Linked DNA regions of Mus musculus: regions 1, 3 and 4 are each linked to region 2. Evidence: chromatin contacts called from public HiChIP or PLAC-seq and promoter capture Hi-C data. All regions are on one chromosome and are shown on one strand. Each heading gives the region's core, a stretch centred on a gene start, on an enhancer-like site or on the middle of the called end of the contact. The rest is flanking DNA. Distances are from core to core; before and after follow the strand shown. Region 1 holds the start of Mgat4f (MGAT4 family, member F). Region 2 holds the start of Kdm5b (lysine (K)-specific demethylase 5B). Region 3 holds the start of Syt2 (synaptotagmin II). Region 4 holds the start of Ppfia4 (protein tyrosine phosphatase, receptor type, f polypeptide (PTPRF), interacting protein (liprin), alpha 4).

What was found. HiChIP or PLAC-seq counts read pairs in DNA pulled down with a chosen protein or histone mark. Capture Hi-C pulls out chosen DNA fragments and counts their contacts.
Region 1: a contact with region 2 is called in an H3K4me3 HiChIP or PLAC-seq map of embryonic stem cells, with 20 read pairs. The contact joins the promoter of Mgat4f here to the promoter of Kdm5b in region 2. A contact is called at or near these places in 10 of 39 promoter capture datasets (3T3-L1-derived adipocytes, the HPC-7 cell line, embryonic stem cells and 4 more), 3 of 484 Hi-C or Micro-C datasets (the HPC-7 cell line, bone marrow-derived macrophages and embryonic stem cells), 6 of 115 datasets of contacts at active chromatin or transcription factors (bone marrow-derived macrophages, embryonic limb bud, embryonic stem cells and 2 more) and 3 of 9 other capture datasets (adipose tissue, liver and macrophages).
Region 3: a promoter capture Hi-C map of adipose tissue shows a contact between it and region 2. The contact joins the promoter of Syt2 here to the promoter of Kdm5b in region 2. A contact is called at or near these places in 2 of 39 promoter capture datasets (cranial neural crest and liver), 1 of 484 Hi-C or Micro-C datasets (nephron progenitors), 2 of 115 datasets of contacts at active chromatin or transcription factors (bone marrow-derived macrophages and embryonic stem cells) and 1 of 9 other capture datasets (adipose tissue).
Region 4: a contact with region 2 is called in a FOXA1 HiChIP or PLAC-seq map of pancreatic cancer cells. The contact joins the promoter of Ppfia4 here to the promoter of Kdm5b in region 2. A contact is called at or near these places in 7 of 39 promoter capture datasets (the HPC-7 cell line, cranial neural crest, embryonic stem cells and 4 more), 5 of 484 Hi-C or Micro-C datasets (CD8 T cells, centroblasts and embryonic stem cells), 6 of 115 datasets of contacts at active chromatin or transcription factors (the HPC-7 cell line, embryonic limb bud, embryonic stem cells and 1 more) and 3 of 9 other capture datasets (adipose tissue, liver and pancreatic islet).

Annotation. Positions count from the first base shown.
Region 1 is chr1:134,384,251-134,387,728 of GRCm38.p6, reverse strand. Mgat4f (MGAT4 family, member F) reads right to left here and starts at 1,789. Exons shown (of 4, transcript NM_173771.4): 1 at 1,502-1,789. The coding sequence starts at 1,511.
Region 2 is chr1:134,558,590-134,561,769 of GRCm38.p6, reverse strand. Kdm5b (lysine (K)-specific demethylase 5B) reads right to left here and starts at 1,592. Exons shown (of 27, transcript NM_152895.2): 1 at 1,228-1,592. The coding sequence starts at 1,431. It also overlaps a transcript of Mgat4e not described here.
Region 3 is chr1:134,707,320-134,710,667 of GRCm38.p6, reverse strand. It overlaps Syt2 (synaptotagmin II), which reads right to left and starts at 1,368. Exons shown (of 9, transcript NM_001355726.1): 1 at 1,244-1,368.
Region 4 is chr1:134,342,776-134,346,135 of GRCm38.p6, reverse strand. It overlaps Ppfia4 (protein tyrosine phosphatase, receptor type, f polypeptide (PTPRF), interacting protein (liprin), alpha 4), which reads left to right and starts at 1,420. Exons shown (of 29, transcript NM_001374777.1): 1 at 1,420-1,543. Tmem183a (transmembrane protein 183A) reads left to right here. Exons shown (of 8, transcript NM_020588.2): 8 at 1-39.

The DNA.
Region 1 (3,478 bases), core at 540-3,039, 170 kb after region 2:
CAATTTTTCTCCTGCCCCTGCTTGTAGCCATCTCAGGAAAGACAACCAACAAGGGCTTGACTCTGTGACGCTCCTGCTTTCTGTATGCTCCCAGGTGAACTGGAAGGGATATGTTGCCAAGAAGACAATATGGAGGCTGTAGAGATGACACAGTAGGTAATAGCTCTTGCTACCAGCCCCATCCCTGGGACCTGTATGGTGGAAGGAGAGAACCAATTCCATTCTGTGCATGTGGCCATATATGTCTATACACAGACTTAAACAAATCTGGGTGACATGTAACATGACAGACTTCCCTACACTATCCTGCGATGTGAATTCTGTTCCCAAAGATCTTTGTTTACTCCCCTGGGAGGAATGCCCTGAGTAAGATGTTCCCTCCCTCCTCAGCAATGCAGCTTATTGTGCCCAAGACATTTTGTAAATCCCAATTTCCTATGAGGCATTCTGGATCCTGAGCATATCTGTGATAGCAATGAGAAACACTCAGTATGTTTGTCTTTGTTTCTCTGTGAGCTATTTGAAATAAAAGTTTCACAGAATGCCAGGAAAGGCACTAGCTTAGAGTCCTCTACTGTAGTGGGTAGCCTAGTGCTGCTTATTCTACTACTAATTTGGGGTCCCCAAGACTGGCTGCCCCTAGAGAGAGTCTTCACGTAAGATGCTGAGTGACCCTGCCCCCAAGTTATTTCTGATTGGTAAATAAAGATGCCAACAGTCAATAGCTGGGCAGAAGAGACATAGGTAGAGTTTAGGGTTTTGGGCTTGGAGTCTGAGGAGGACCATGAGGGAAGAGAGTGCAGGTGGAGGAAGAAGCCACCATGGGTTATGTGAGCCATAAGAACAAGACCCTGAGGGCTGGCCAACTGAAGTTAAGAACAGCCCAGATGGAACATAGTAAGTAATGATTCGGGGTTATCGATAGGAAAGTAGATTCTAATAGCATGGAGGGTAGGTATTCACCCAGCTATTGTGCTGTTTAAGGCTAATTATAAATAAAAAGGTTGCGTATGTCTTTTGTCTGGGAACTTAAATAGCCAAGGCTGGGTAGAAACCTCAGGGCAGGATTTAAATAATTATTACTACAACACTAGTTCTGCTGACTCTCCAATTCAACTTCAATTCCTTGGCAAAGGCCACTGGCAGGTTGTGATAGATACTTCTTTTATATATATGTATAGGTATTTTACCTGCATGTAAGTCTGTGGACTACATATGTGTCTGGTGCATGCAGAGGCCAGAAGAGGGTGTTGAATCCTCTGGAACTGTAGTTATAGACCATATATACATATTGTGAGCCACTGGGTGGGTGCTGGGAATGAAACCTGGGTCCCTTGGAAGAACAGCCAGCTCTCCTAACCACTAAGCCTGTCTAGTTCCCATAATAATTTGTTTTTAATGAAGAGGAAATTTAGGGTTAAGTATTAAATTCAAACCAACATCTTCTGGTAGGGGGTTAGTGATACATGAATTAGATCTCATCTCTCAAACCCATACTTACTTTTGGGCATTTTCCTTTCTGGGATTTTGTTAGGTAGATAGACAAGGTTTTGAATAAATACAGAAGGACTTGGCGTGCTTTCTTCATTGTGAACTGCTAGGATCCATAGAAACCTGAAAGAAACCAGAAATTCCTAAACAGGACCACATCATCATTATGTTTTGAGTGCAATTTCCATAGAAGTCTTTCTGGCTAGTAGAAAATGCTGCTTGAAGCTTAACTGGAATAAGGATTTTCTCTGAAAACAAGAAGAAAACAACTTAATGTTGAGGGATGCAGTCCCAGAGTGGCTTCTCTGAAGCTGCTAAGGCTAGTCACCCCTCCCAGGAAGCCCCACCTGACAACCATTGTTCAGCTTGAATGGGGACCATGTGTCAACCAGCCTTACATCAAACACCTCCTTGATGAGGTGAGGAGGAAACATAGTTTCAAAACCAGCCTTCAGTCTTGCTACTTGAAATTTGAGTATTGCCTGCTAGTTTGAGTCAACAAGTATGAATTCTGAGTTGTCCCTTTTTTATCAAAGGGCGCATGGGCTATTCACTGCCATCTGTGTCTTCAGTTGCTGCTCTGTGCAGCCTGGGAGATCACCACAAAATTGTTCTCAAATATCCAGTTGTTTTTTGTGCTTAGAAGTGTCCAGTGGCCTTCTGAAGTCCCCCCCCACCTCCCCCCCCCCTTTTTAATCTGTTCTTTATCACTACTGAGATTGTATTTCCAGTAGCATTGTTCCTTCTCCCTGTTGGGAATCTGAATGAAAATGTCCTCTATAGGTTTGTGTTCAAGTACTTAGTCCCCTGTTGGTGGAACTGTTTGGGAAGGATCAGGGGGTGTGGCCTTGATGGAGGAGGTGTGTCACTGGGGGGTGGGCTTTGAGGTTTCAAAACACTGGTGCCATCCTCACTGTCTCTGCTTTGTGGCTGTGTCTCAAGATGTGAGCACACAGCTACTGCTCTGGTGCCATGCCTGGAAACCTGTTGCCATGCTCCCTACCATGATGGTCATGGACTCTAACCCTCTAAAATGATAAGCCATTTCAGTGGTAGGCCAACAAAGTCTTTCTTCTATCAGTTGCCTTGGTCATGGTGTCTTATGACAGCAATAGAGTGTTGGTGCCGGCCAGTGGTTCACATGTCCGGGTTCGAGCCTGGAAGGCATCTTGGAATCTGGAAGAAAAGAGGGAGCCTAGGCGGGTTGGGAAATAATGGAACCAAGACATGCTAGTCTGTTCAAGGTTCAAATTTTTAATGGCGGACATGCTTTATAAAAGAGGGGGGAAAGTCCATCCCCACCAATTCATTCTTGGAGCCTGGAACCAGCTGCAGGTGATGATGTGCAGGATAGGGCGTAGTTTCCAGAATAGCTGGGGGGGGGGGGCTCTCAGCTGGTAGCAGTATCTTGAAGAGGAACAGCAGCAGCAGCAGAACAATAGAGTGATCCAGGGAGGAAGGCTCCACCCTAGATAATCACCTTAGTGGCTGCAAGGTCAAGTTCTGGCTTAGCCTGCTTCAGGCTTATGGGAGACTACAATAGAGAAGTAGCTAAGACACTCCTTATCCTCCTCCTCTTCCCGGCGTCCTCTTCTACTTCATCCTCCTCTTCTCTTCCTCCTTTTCCTTTTCTTCTACCTCATCCTCTTCCTCTTCTCCTCCTGGTCTTCCTCAAAAGAATCATTTTTACCTTCAGTCTTATAATTCATCTCAAAATACTTTATATGTATGGAATGAAGTAGGTGCCGAAGTTCTTTTTTGTTTGTTTGTTTTTTTTAAACAACTGATATCCCATTCTTCCAGTACCACTGTGGAAAGACTCTTTTTAAATTCGTGTAAATACCTATTAACTGAGTATGTTTGTGTCTCTTTCAGTTTCCCTGAACTATTTGATATCTTTACTATTATACAGACTCTTTTTGCTCCTCCCTCTATGCTTGTCATGGTGGTTGGTTTCTCTGTATTTTTCTAACAGAAGTATAGGATG
Region 2 (3,180 bases), core at 343-2,842:
GGCAAGGCAGTTAAACCTTTCCAACCGACCCGGCCGGTCCAACGGTCGTTTAGGCCAACTCAGACTCAGGTCATCCCAAAAGGTAGGCGAAAAACCTGGGGTGTCGCAGCGCATCCAGTTCCGGCTGCGGGGGGAGGGGGTACGGGGAGGGGGACGGGGACGGGGAAGGAGTGGGCCGGGCTCTCCGCGGACGTTGCAGCCGTTAGGGCCGTCTTGGGGACACCCCACCCCTCAGAGCCCCCCAAGCTCGAGGCGCTAGAGCCCCCGCCGGGAAGGCCGAGTAGGGAAAGCTAGGGACCAGGATGAAATCTCCAAGAGCTCGTCTGACATCTCCCCTACAAGCACAGCCTCTCCACCTCAGCCCCAGCCAGGCCTCCCCCCCCCCCCCGCGCCGGGAGCAAAGCAGTCCGGCCCCAAGTCCGTGTGGGAGCGTCCGCCAGGACCTGCGAGCATCAGGGCCCCCGCCGCTTGGCCTGCCCCCACCATCCTCAAAGTGTCGTCCCCCCACCCCGACCCTTGCACCCCCACCACCACTCAACCAGCCGCTCCAGACCGGCCCAGCGGCTCCTCCCCTCCCCCAGTAGCGCCGGCCGCCCCCTGGCCCAGCTCGCCCTGGGGACTCCCAGAGGCCGAGGGACCAGGTGGTGGTGGGGGACCCGGGTCCGGAGGGTGGGGCGCTCAGGTGAGGGCAGCTTCGGGCCGACGCCGCCACCACACAAAGGACCAGGGGCTCCCGCCGCCATATTGAAAACTTTCCTCCTCACACGACAACTCGCAAGTCCCCCACCCCCACCCATCACACACCCCCGCACCCCGAGAAGGAGGCGAGGACCAGCCACGGAGCCGTGCGGGCCCAGAGCCCTGCCTCCGCGCCCGCGTCTCAGCCGGGCTCGGGAGGACTCCCCAGCGACCACCCCGGCGGCTGCCAACCACTCCAGCCCGCACCGCTGCCGGGCGGTGCAGCGCACCAGCCCCCGGAGCCGCACCGACCTAGCCCCCTCCGGCCGCCCCGCCGGAGCCCGCGGTCCTCACGGCCCACATCCCACCCGGGACGGGGGCCCCCGCGCCTTCCTCCCACCGCCGCATCTCCGACCCTCGGAGCCACCCCAAACTTGACCGGGCCCGCGGGACGACCGCTCCCCGCCCCCGCGCCTCCGGCCTCCCGGGCCGCGCGTCCTCGCTCCCTCCCCCAGCCGCGAGCAGGATCCGGGGTGCTGGCTGACTCACCGGCGGCGGCCGCACCTTACAGATCCCAGTCTGCTCGGCTATGGGCCGGATCTTGTGGATGAAAGCGAAGGGGTCCGCGAACTCTTCCCAGCTCGGCTCGAAGACCGGACACTCGGGGGGAGGCAGGAACTCTCCCAGCGGGCCCGGGCCCCCGAGGGGCAGCGCCGGGCGCGGGCCTGGGGGCAGCGTGGTGGCCGGCTCCATCACCGCGACCTGGGCAGGGGCGAGCACAGGGCAGGCTCCGCAACCGCGGCAGCGAGCTCCGCTCCGTCCGAAACCCGTGCAGACGCACAGCTCGGGCGACAGGTCCGACTTCTACTAGCAACGGCAACACCTAGGGCTTTTTCAGCCTTCCTCCGACGACGTCTTGCCGCTACCCCACGCAGTGCTCCTCCGCCGCCACGGCGAGGAAAAAAGTCCCTGCTGCCACCCCGAGCCAGGTCTCGCCCCGCCCCCTAGCCGGGAGGGGCAGGGGCCTTCCGCCTGGGATGTTTATCCTTAATGCTTCAGTTAACCTCTGAAGTTTCAGAATTCTTCCTCTCAAGAAGTTAACAGTCTAGTAGGGAGAACAGAGTTACAATCCATCAATCACGTCATATATTTTGGCACGAAAGATTTGCTTAGTAAAACCCGAGAAGCAGAGTACTGAAATTGGAGGATTCTCCAGGTAGAGAAAACACCTTGAACACAAGGAGCAGCAAGGACAGACACATAGAGTAATGAGGAGAGCAATAACTCTTCGAGCACTTGCTTATCCTAGACACTGTGTAAAGTGCAAGTGCTTTTCGGGATTGTTTAGTCTGTGAGGGGATTAAGCATTTGACCAAATCCAACAGTTCAGTCTATTTACTGGAAAGTAGGGTTGTTGCACAGAAATCTACACATATACAAGGTTGGACTTGAGCAAAAGCATCTTGAAATAATCCAATCAAGGAATGATGGGGCCTAAATAAATTCAGCAGCGCTATAGGTTAAAGTGAAATTGTAGGAAATAAAAGTTAGACTAGGACGGGACCAGAAGAATAGCGTACTAAGGGTCTGACAGATGGCATCCCTGGGACAAGCATCCATGAGCATGTTCTAGGGAAGATGTATTCACCCCTGAACAGGCTGAGCCTGAGATGTCTCTGCTACAAAGATTTTCAACAGGCTAAAAGGTACAACAGGTCTGAAGGAAAGAAAGAGATCAGAGTGTTTCAGAGGAAGCAATGGAAGAGCTGAGAGGTTAAGTAACCATGAAATCCAAAGATGGGGGATGGCCCCAGAAAAAGTCAGGTCATAAGTAGAACTTGAACACAAACATAATTTCTTTTTTTTTTTTTTTGTTTTGTTTTTTCGAGACAGGGTTTCTCTGTATAGTCTTGGCTGTCCTGGAACTCACTTTGTAGACCAGGCTGGCCTCGAACTCAGAGATCCACCTGCCTCTGCCTCCCAAGTGCTGGGATTAAAGGCGTGTGCCACCACCGCCCGGCGATTTCTTTAATCTAGAAAGCAACCAAACTCGTGGAAAGACTGCCTGCCACTGTATAAGGAAGGATCAGTGGCTCCACAGCCCTCCCTTCAGAATAGACCATCACTCAGCCTCTGGGTTTAGATTTTAATAGGACTAATGTGACCTAGGCTGGCCTGGAACTCTCTACATAGCCAAAGATGACTCTGATCTCCTGATCATCCTCCTGCCTCTACCTCTTAAACGCTGGGATTACAGATATATCCTATCACACAGAGACCATGGTTCTTCAGCTTAAAAATGGAAAGAGTTAGAAGTTAGATGTGGTGGCGCACACCTTTAATCCTACACAAAGTTCCAGGCCAGCCAGACCTGCATAATGAGCTTCCGCATCAAAGACAGAGAGAGCCGGCTCAGCAGATTAAGGGCATTTGCTTCCGCCTTAGAGGATGTAAACTTAGTTTCCAGATCAATGCCCATCAGCTCCCAACTGCCTCTTCACC
Region 3 (3,348 bases), core at 119-2,618, 150 kb before region 2:
TAGACTGTAGGCCTCAGTCCACTTGGAAGGCTAAATAAGGAACTACATACTCAGGGGCTAGCCTTCTGTACCGTTTCCCCTTCAGTTGGGACAGGAGGTATCAGGATGGGAAAGACTCAGATCCTCGATGTGCCAAACCCCCATTTCCACGTCTGGAGACTAAGGCCTAGGAGAGTAAATGAGTTACTCAAGGTCAGCCAAAGGGGCAGAATGCCTTCTGATGCCCCCTGAGGTTCCAGGTTCTGAGTCTCACACTGTTGCCCTTCCAAGTGTGCACAGGGCTCTCTGCAGAGGCCAAGAATCAAAGGCAGTGAATTCCCAGGCACGGAACGCTTGGCAGACTTAGTCACGGACTCGGTTCACCGGACTGGACGGCCTTCCTCCTCCTCTTCCCCATCTCCCCACCATCACTCCTGTGTGGTGCACCACTCCCCTACATCAGACTGAGACTCCCAGAGGTACACCATTGGTCCAAGGTCACACAGCAAACCAGCAGAGCGCCACTGCCCACTCTCCCATCCGTGGCCGCTTGCCAGGATCCTTGAAAACCCCCATCCCTCCAATGCACAAAGCCACGGCACTGGTTGGAGAATGAAAAAGTTCTCGGGAGAGAACGGGGCACAAAACATGTCCGCAGATTCTGGTCTGGATAGACCAGGCCGAGGAGTGCCAGCACCCCCACTGCGCGCCACTCTGCGCCAGGGGGCTCCAAAGCTCCGAGCACATGGGATCCACCAACTCATTCTCACTGCAGCGGGGGCACGCAGGGTCCCCCACTCTCTCTCTCTCTCTCTCTCTCTCTCTCTCTCTCTCTCTCTCTCTCTCTCTCTGCACATGCTTCTCACCACACACCCACTGCATCCACCCTCCAGGGCACCTCTTCCTGGGATGAGCTGTGAGTGCCCTCGCTCCCTAGCTAGCTCCCTGTCCCAGTACAGAGCGCTATCCTGTGCTCAGCACTAGAACAGGTCTAGGTGGAGGGGTTCCTGGGATATTCAGGACATCTCCCCCGGGACAAAGAAGTGGATTTCGGGAGCCCGATCTCACCAAGGGCTGATCCTGCACTTAGTTTATGCCTCAGCAAGTGCTGAACCCTGAAAGTCATGGTCTCATTTGGTGATCCAGCCTCCCAGGGGTCCAACACCAGGCCCTGGAAAGCTGCTGGTGTCCTGGGTGTGGCCTCACTTGGGACTGCGGGACATGGGATGCCCTCGCAGGGCTCCCTGCCTGGGCTCCCTCTTACCCGGGGACGGTCCGGGAGCCGATTCGGCGTGGGCTGGTGCAGAAGGCAGCGGGAGTCTGCCGCCCCGAAGTCCAGGTCCCCTCTTCCCACTCCCGCGCCGGCCAGCGCTGCGGCTCTCCTCCCGCTCCCTCGCTCGCGCGCTCTGCAGTAGTAACAACCTGATCCGCTTCCCCCGCCCGCCAATTGAGATGCGCCTCACATCCGCCTGCACACGCGCGTGCGGCCCCTCGGAGGCGATCCCCGATCCAGATCCTGGATCTCGGGGAGCAGGGACCTGTCCTGGTAGCCCACACCCTGTTCTTGAGTCAGGACAGTCCGCGGAGGGTGGCTGAGAAGGGGCCGCCCCGGGAAGATGCTGCTTGGAGTCACCGGGCAGAGGGGTTTAGCCGCATGCGGTCATTTCAGAAGTTGCAGGCTGGGCGGCTCAGACCCCGGAACCGCATGGGGCTCCCCCCTGCCTCTGCGGAGAATCCCCACCACGCGCGCAGTGCCCTCCTACAACACTCCCCACCTGCCCCGCTTCTGCAAGCTTTTCCGGGAGCTTCTCGGCGCTCAAGAGTGGCTGGGGGAGGGGAATGAGAGAGGGGGACCTCCGCCTGACTGAACCGCAGGGGAGAGGAGAGAGGGGTGACGCGCTTCAGGGATACAGATTAAAGGCTTTCCTGAGTCAAGAGAAAAAAAGGGAGGGGGAACAAAAGGGGGACACCGAAGGGAGGAAAGGAGGGGAAGTGGTCCGGGGGCCACTGCACCAGGTCTCTGGAGGGTGGAGTCAGGACAGGGTGTGGGGTCTTTCCATAGGTAGCTATGGGAGGGGCGACGACACACGGAAGCTACCCGTAAAAGGGTTGTATCTTGGAGCCCTTCCTGCTTGCCCCAAATCTTGCTTTCTTCTTCTTGGGCAAGGGTTTCCACAAACCCTGAGTGGGGACACTGAGTAAGAGTGGCAGGGAGGCTTGAAACTATGGTGCCCCCTCATCCCCAGTGCCTTGGTCTGACCCTTGCGCCTCACCCTCGGTCCCCAACTCCCCTGCTGCTAAGACCTCAGCATCCCAGTCCCCAAGTGGAGTGTCCAGCTTACCCAGCCCAGCCCAGCCCACCTTTGCTCGTCTGGACTGGCTTGCTTGCTCCACCCTCTGCGGCAACACCTCTTTCTCTTTCCCTCCTGTTCTGTACACTCAAACAGGAATCAAGTTCAAGACCTGATGCAGGAAGTGATGAGGTGTGTGTGTGTGTGTGTGTGTGTGTGTGTGTGTGTGTGTGTTGTTGTTGTTGTTGTTGTTGTTGTTGTTGTTGTTGTTGTTGTTTTGTGTTTCCCATGGGCATACCTGGAAGAGACAGGAAATTACTAAACTACCATCAACCCCTTCTTCCTTCCCTCCCAGTCCTCACAGGCTGTAATGCTCCGGCAGGCAGCATGGCTGCTTTTTGTAGGGCTAGCGACTCAGTTTAGAATGGTGACTGCTTGCTGTAGGCCCGAGGCTACAGAAGAGCTGGTCTGGGGATTCCATGCAGCAGGGCTGGGCAGGAGCATGTCCCTGGACATCTGACAGGGGCTGCCCACAGTGCTGGGAAGGCTGTTCCCAGGTGTTCATTCTCCAGAGAGAAAGGGTGGCCTGGGGTCAAGAGCTCAAGGTCAGACTATAAGTAGTACTAGGAGTCTTCCCGTACCCATGCCTGCCCATGCCACCCCCAGATCTGAGAACTGCTCCCTGTGAGTGGGCAGGCTGAAGAAGTGTAAGGGGCCTGCTCCTCCACGGGGGTAACAGCACCCCTCTTTGATTTCCACCAATGAGGGAGGCTCAGTAGGTTGCATTCAGGTTAGACTGCAGGATTTCCTTTAGCTAAGCGTACCTAACAGCATCCTGCCTTAGGAGAACCCACACCTTCAGGATGGGAATGGGTAAATGTGATGATTCTCGGATGGATAAATGGGCACTACCACATGAATTGGAAGATGCCCTGGGCCTTCCTCAAAACTGCTGCCAGGCAGGAGGGTCTGAGGCAGAGATGGAGTCCGTCTATAAAGCTATGTCCACACTTTCTAGAAATACCTGTTATGTTCACAGACTGCCACCATGGGCCTGTCCCTTCCTGGGGTGGAGGGA
Region 4 (3,360 bases), core at 171-2,670, 220 kb after region 2:
TTTACCCTGAGTGGGTGAAATAAATGTGGCTTAATTGTTTTCTGGCTCAACTTGTGAGTTTTTATGTCAAACTCCATGGTATGATGATAGATGCTATAGCCTCCCTTTGAAGTTCCTGCTGCCTCTGCTGTGGTCTTAGCACATTGCCAACACTTGGTAAAATGGTTCTTCATGGTTACCATGGCTGCAGTCTCCTCAGCATTGGCTGAGTTGCCTTTTCTGGCATTATTCATGTTTTGTTAATGGAAGGGTGTGAAGAGTCAAGGATTGCCTTTTTGTAAAAACTAGTCCACCTAGAGAACGACTGAAACTTGGTAGGCTCTGGGTTTAAAAACTGACTAATGTTTTTCACTTCTTGATGTATATATTCTTGTTCAGAGTGTCAGACAAATAACAGATTCAGCTCCTCTCAACCCCTATCAGAATTAATTTCCTTGCCATTTTCTAAAGATGAAAGGAAAATTGGATATATTGGGAGAGAGGGAATGAAAGGCTATGTTAACTGACCTCAGCTTCAGCCTTTATAGGACACTGTTGCAAGATGTGTATATATCTGTAACTGCCTATGTGCACATTGTATATAGAACAGTTCACTGCTGCTGGGTGGTGGCAGCACAGGCAGCCTGCAGAAGCAGGTGAATCTAGGAGATGGAGGCCAGCCTGGTCTACATAGTTCCGGAACAGCCAGGGCTGCACAGAAAAACCCTGTCTTAAAAACCTAAAAAGGGAGAAAAAAAAAAAAAAAAAAAAAAAACCAAACCCAAAACAGTTCTTCACACTCATAACAGTGCTTATGGGGTATCTGTGAAGGATTTGAGTAGGCACTGAAATGAAATTTCACAAACCAGATGGAAAAGATACATTAATAGCCACGGGGGCAGGGAAAGGGAACAATTCAGGAAAATCGGTTTAGCTAAAATTTGTCAGAATTTTGGCATTTGAGCATGTTTTCATAGGATGTATGTATCAGACAAACACTTCATTTTGTAGTAACAGCGTTAGGGCAGTCACATGCCCAAAAGCAAGTCACAATTCACTGAGGCACATACTACAATACAAGAGTATCTGGGTTTCCAGTTTCTCCACTTAAAAATATGTGAGCGAGAACAGGTGTGAAGGGCGACAGACGACTGGCCATTTAGGGAACAGACTAGACTTAGGAAGGTGAGTTCAACAGAGGAAAAGAGGGATGTGCTCTGCATTCCAAGTTTTAGGGCCAGAACATCTACCAGATTAAATGCTTGCCCTGCCCTCTCAGGCTCGACCAAGATGGCGCACAGCATCAAAGCAGCGCCCTTGTCACGTGCGAACCAGGGCTGGGGAGCGCCCGGGCGTGGGGGCGTGGCCTCGGGGGATATGGCCAGGCCCCGCCCTTAGGGGTGGGGCCAGGGTATCCGCGGAGGAAGGGGGCGGGTCCTTGAGGCCACGGTACTGGGCGGTGGAGGCTGCAGCTACCTTTGCAGGCTTGCCTCTAGGACGCCTCGCGCTGCCGAGGTCGGGGGCGGCGCCCTGCTACCGCTGGGCCTTCGGCGATTCCACGCAGGTGAGCACCCACAGCCACTCCGCGGGGAAGGATACCCCTTTTCCCAGCTCCAGCTCCCCTGAACAGTTTGAGGAGGAGTCTCTGTTAGTGCGCCTTGGGAAACAGCCTCTTCTGGTCTGGATGTATCTCTGCGGGGCGCGGAATTCGTTGCCCCTCGCCTTTGCTGTGCCCTGTGCCCTTGGGGATGAGGATGGGGGTCGATGCCCGTTTTGCAGGGAGGGCGTGGAGTTCGCCCTCAGCTCCATCCTCTCTCTGGGAGGGGGCAGCCGGGTGGACTGCGCCCCCTCATCCTCTCCAGGAGAGTCAGAGCAAAAGCGCCTCTGGGCTTGGGGGCCAACTCTGCTTCTTTGGGCGAGCGCTGGTGAGAGGCTGAAGTCTTCGATCTTCCCGGGGGTCTTCCTCCTTCCCGCATGCCTCTTTTCGCCCTTGGTTACTATCGCCAGCTCTGCATTCCTTCAACTGTCAGGCTGTACCAGAGATGCCCCCATCTCCGCAGTGCTGGGGCGGTGGGGTGGAAGGAATGGCCAGCCGAGGGCCTGGTTGGGGGTGGGGATGAGGGTGGGCGCAACAGGAAAAGAGGTTCGTAATAGAGATTACTGAACTGGGGTGGGGGTGGGAATGATAGGGTTGATTAGTGAACACAGTAGGGGTATTTCCCAGCACGGGTGTTGAGGGTTTTATGATTGGTAGGAAGGGAGGTTGGCCTGGAGGACTTGGAAATATGTTGTAGGTGGTTTCTCTGAGAAGGAGGAGGGATCTAGCACTAAGTGCCACTAGGTGCTGATGTCACCTTTGAGGAGAGATGTGTTGGAGAGGAGGAGAGTTGAGGCAGCTCCTCAGTACTTGTTCGTGGAGAGCAAGTGGTTAAGGGGGCTGTGCTTAGCCTGATGAGTCCCTCCTGGTGTGAGCTTAAGAAGGCTGTTCCAGGAGCCAGGTTTCAGGGACTCCCTGCAGTCCTTTCCAGACTTGTTGGAATTGGCTCTTAGTACTTTATTCAATATTGAGTAAACATTTATTGGGCACCTACTACATGCCAGACACCATACTAGAGAGATAGATACTTGCCTATCCAAAAGCTGTTAAAGGCCATGGAGCAGGTAGATGGTACCCGAAATAGGCACACATTCCCCTATATACATTTTAGTTATCCTGTTAGTGGAATGGCAGAAACAAAACAAAACAAAAAAGCCAACCGGATCTTAACCCACAGAATCCACACCTCTGTTAACTGGCCAGATAGTCTTTAGTAAAAATGACAGCTTGAATGGTTTATATTGGCTATTTTCTTAGATTTGGGGCTAAGATTTGAGGAGGCTTCTCAAGATAAATGATGTCCCAAAGTAATGAGACGAGGGATAGCACATTGGGTTGGGGGGCTTTGGGGGCCCTAGACACTGTGCAGTGAAGACACCCTCTCCAGAAATGAGTGGCTGCAGGAGCGTGGTGTGAGGGGAGTTTTCATCGGATGCTTTGGGCCTGTGCCGTTGGGCATGTCATGTTGAGCATGTATATGATGTCAGTATATGAGCTCTGTCCCAGCAGCTGGCCTGTGAAGGAAGGATTGGAGGAACGGAGTAGGGCCGGCAGTCAGGCTCGTGGGTCCTCTCTGAGTGATGACTGAAACCTTAGAATTGGAAAGAGTGAGGAGGATTTGCTGTGGGTCCTTTCTGAGCCTCTGAGGATAGCAGAGCAAGAGCTGGGGAGAGGGTGATTAGTTGGACTGTGCTGCTGATGAGGCAGGGGTGAAGCTCAGGAGGGCCAGGGGACTGGGTGCCAACGGGGTTTTAAGGTGCAGGGAAGTTAACTGAGGCTTTGTT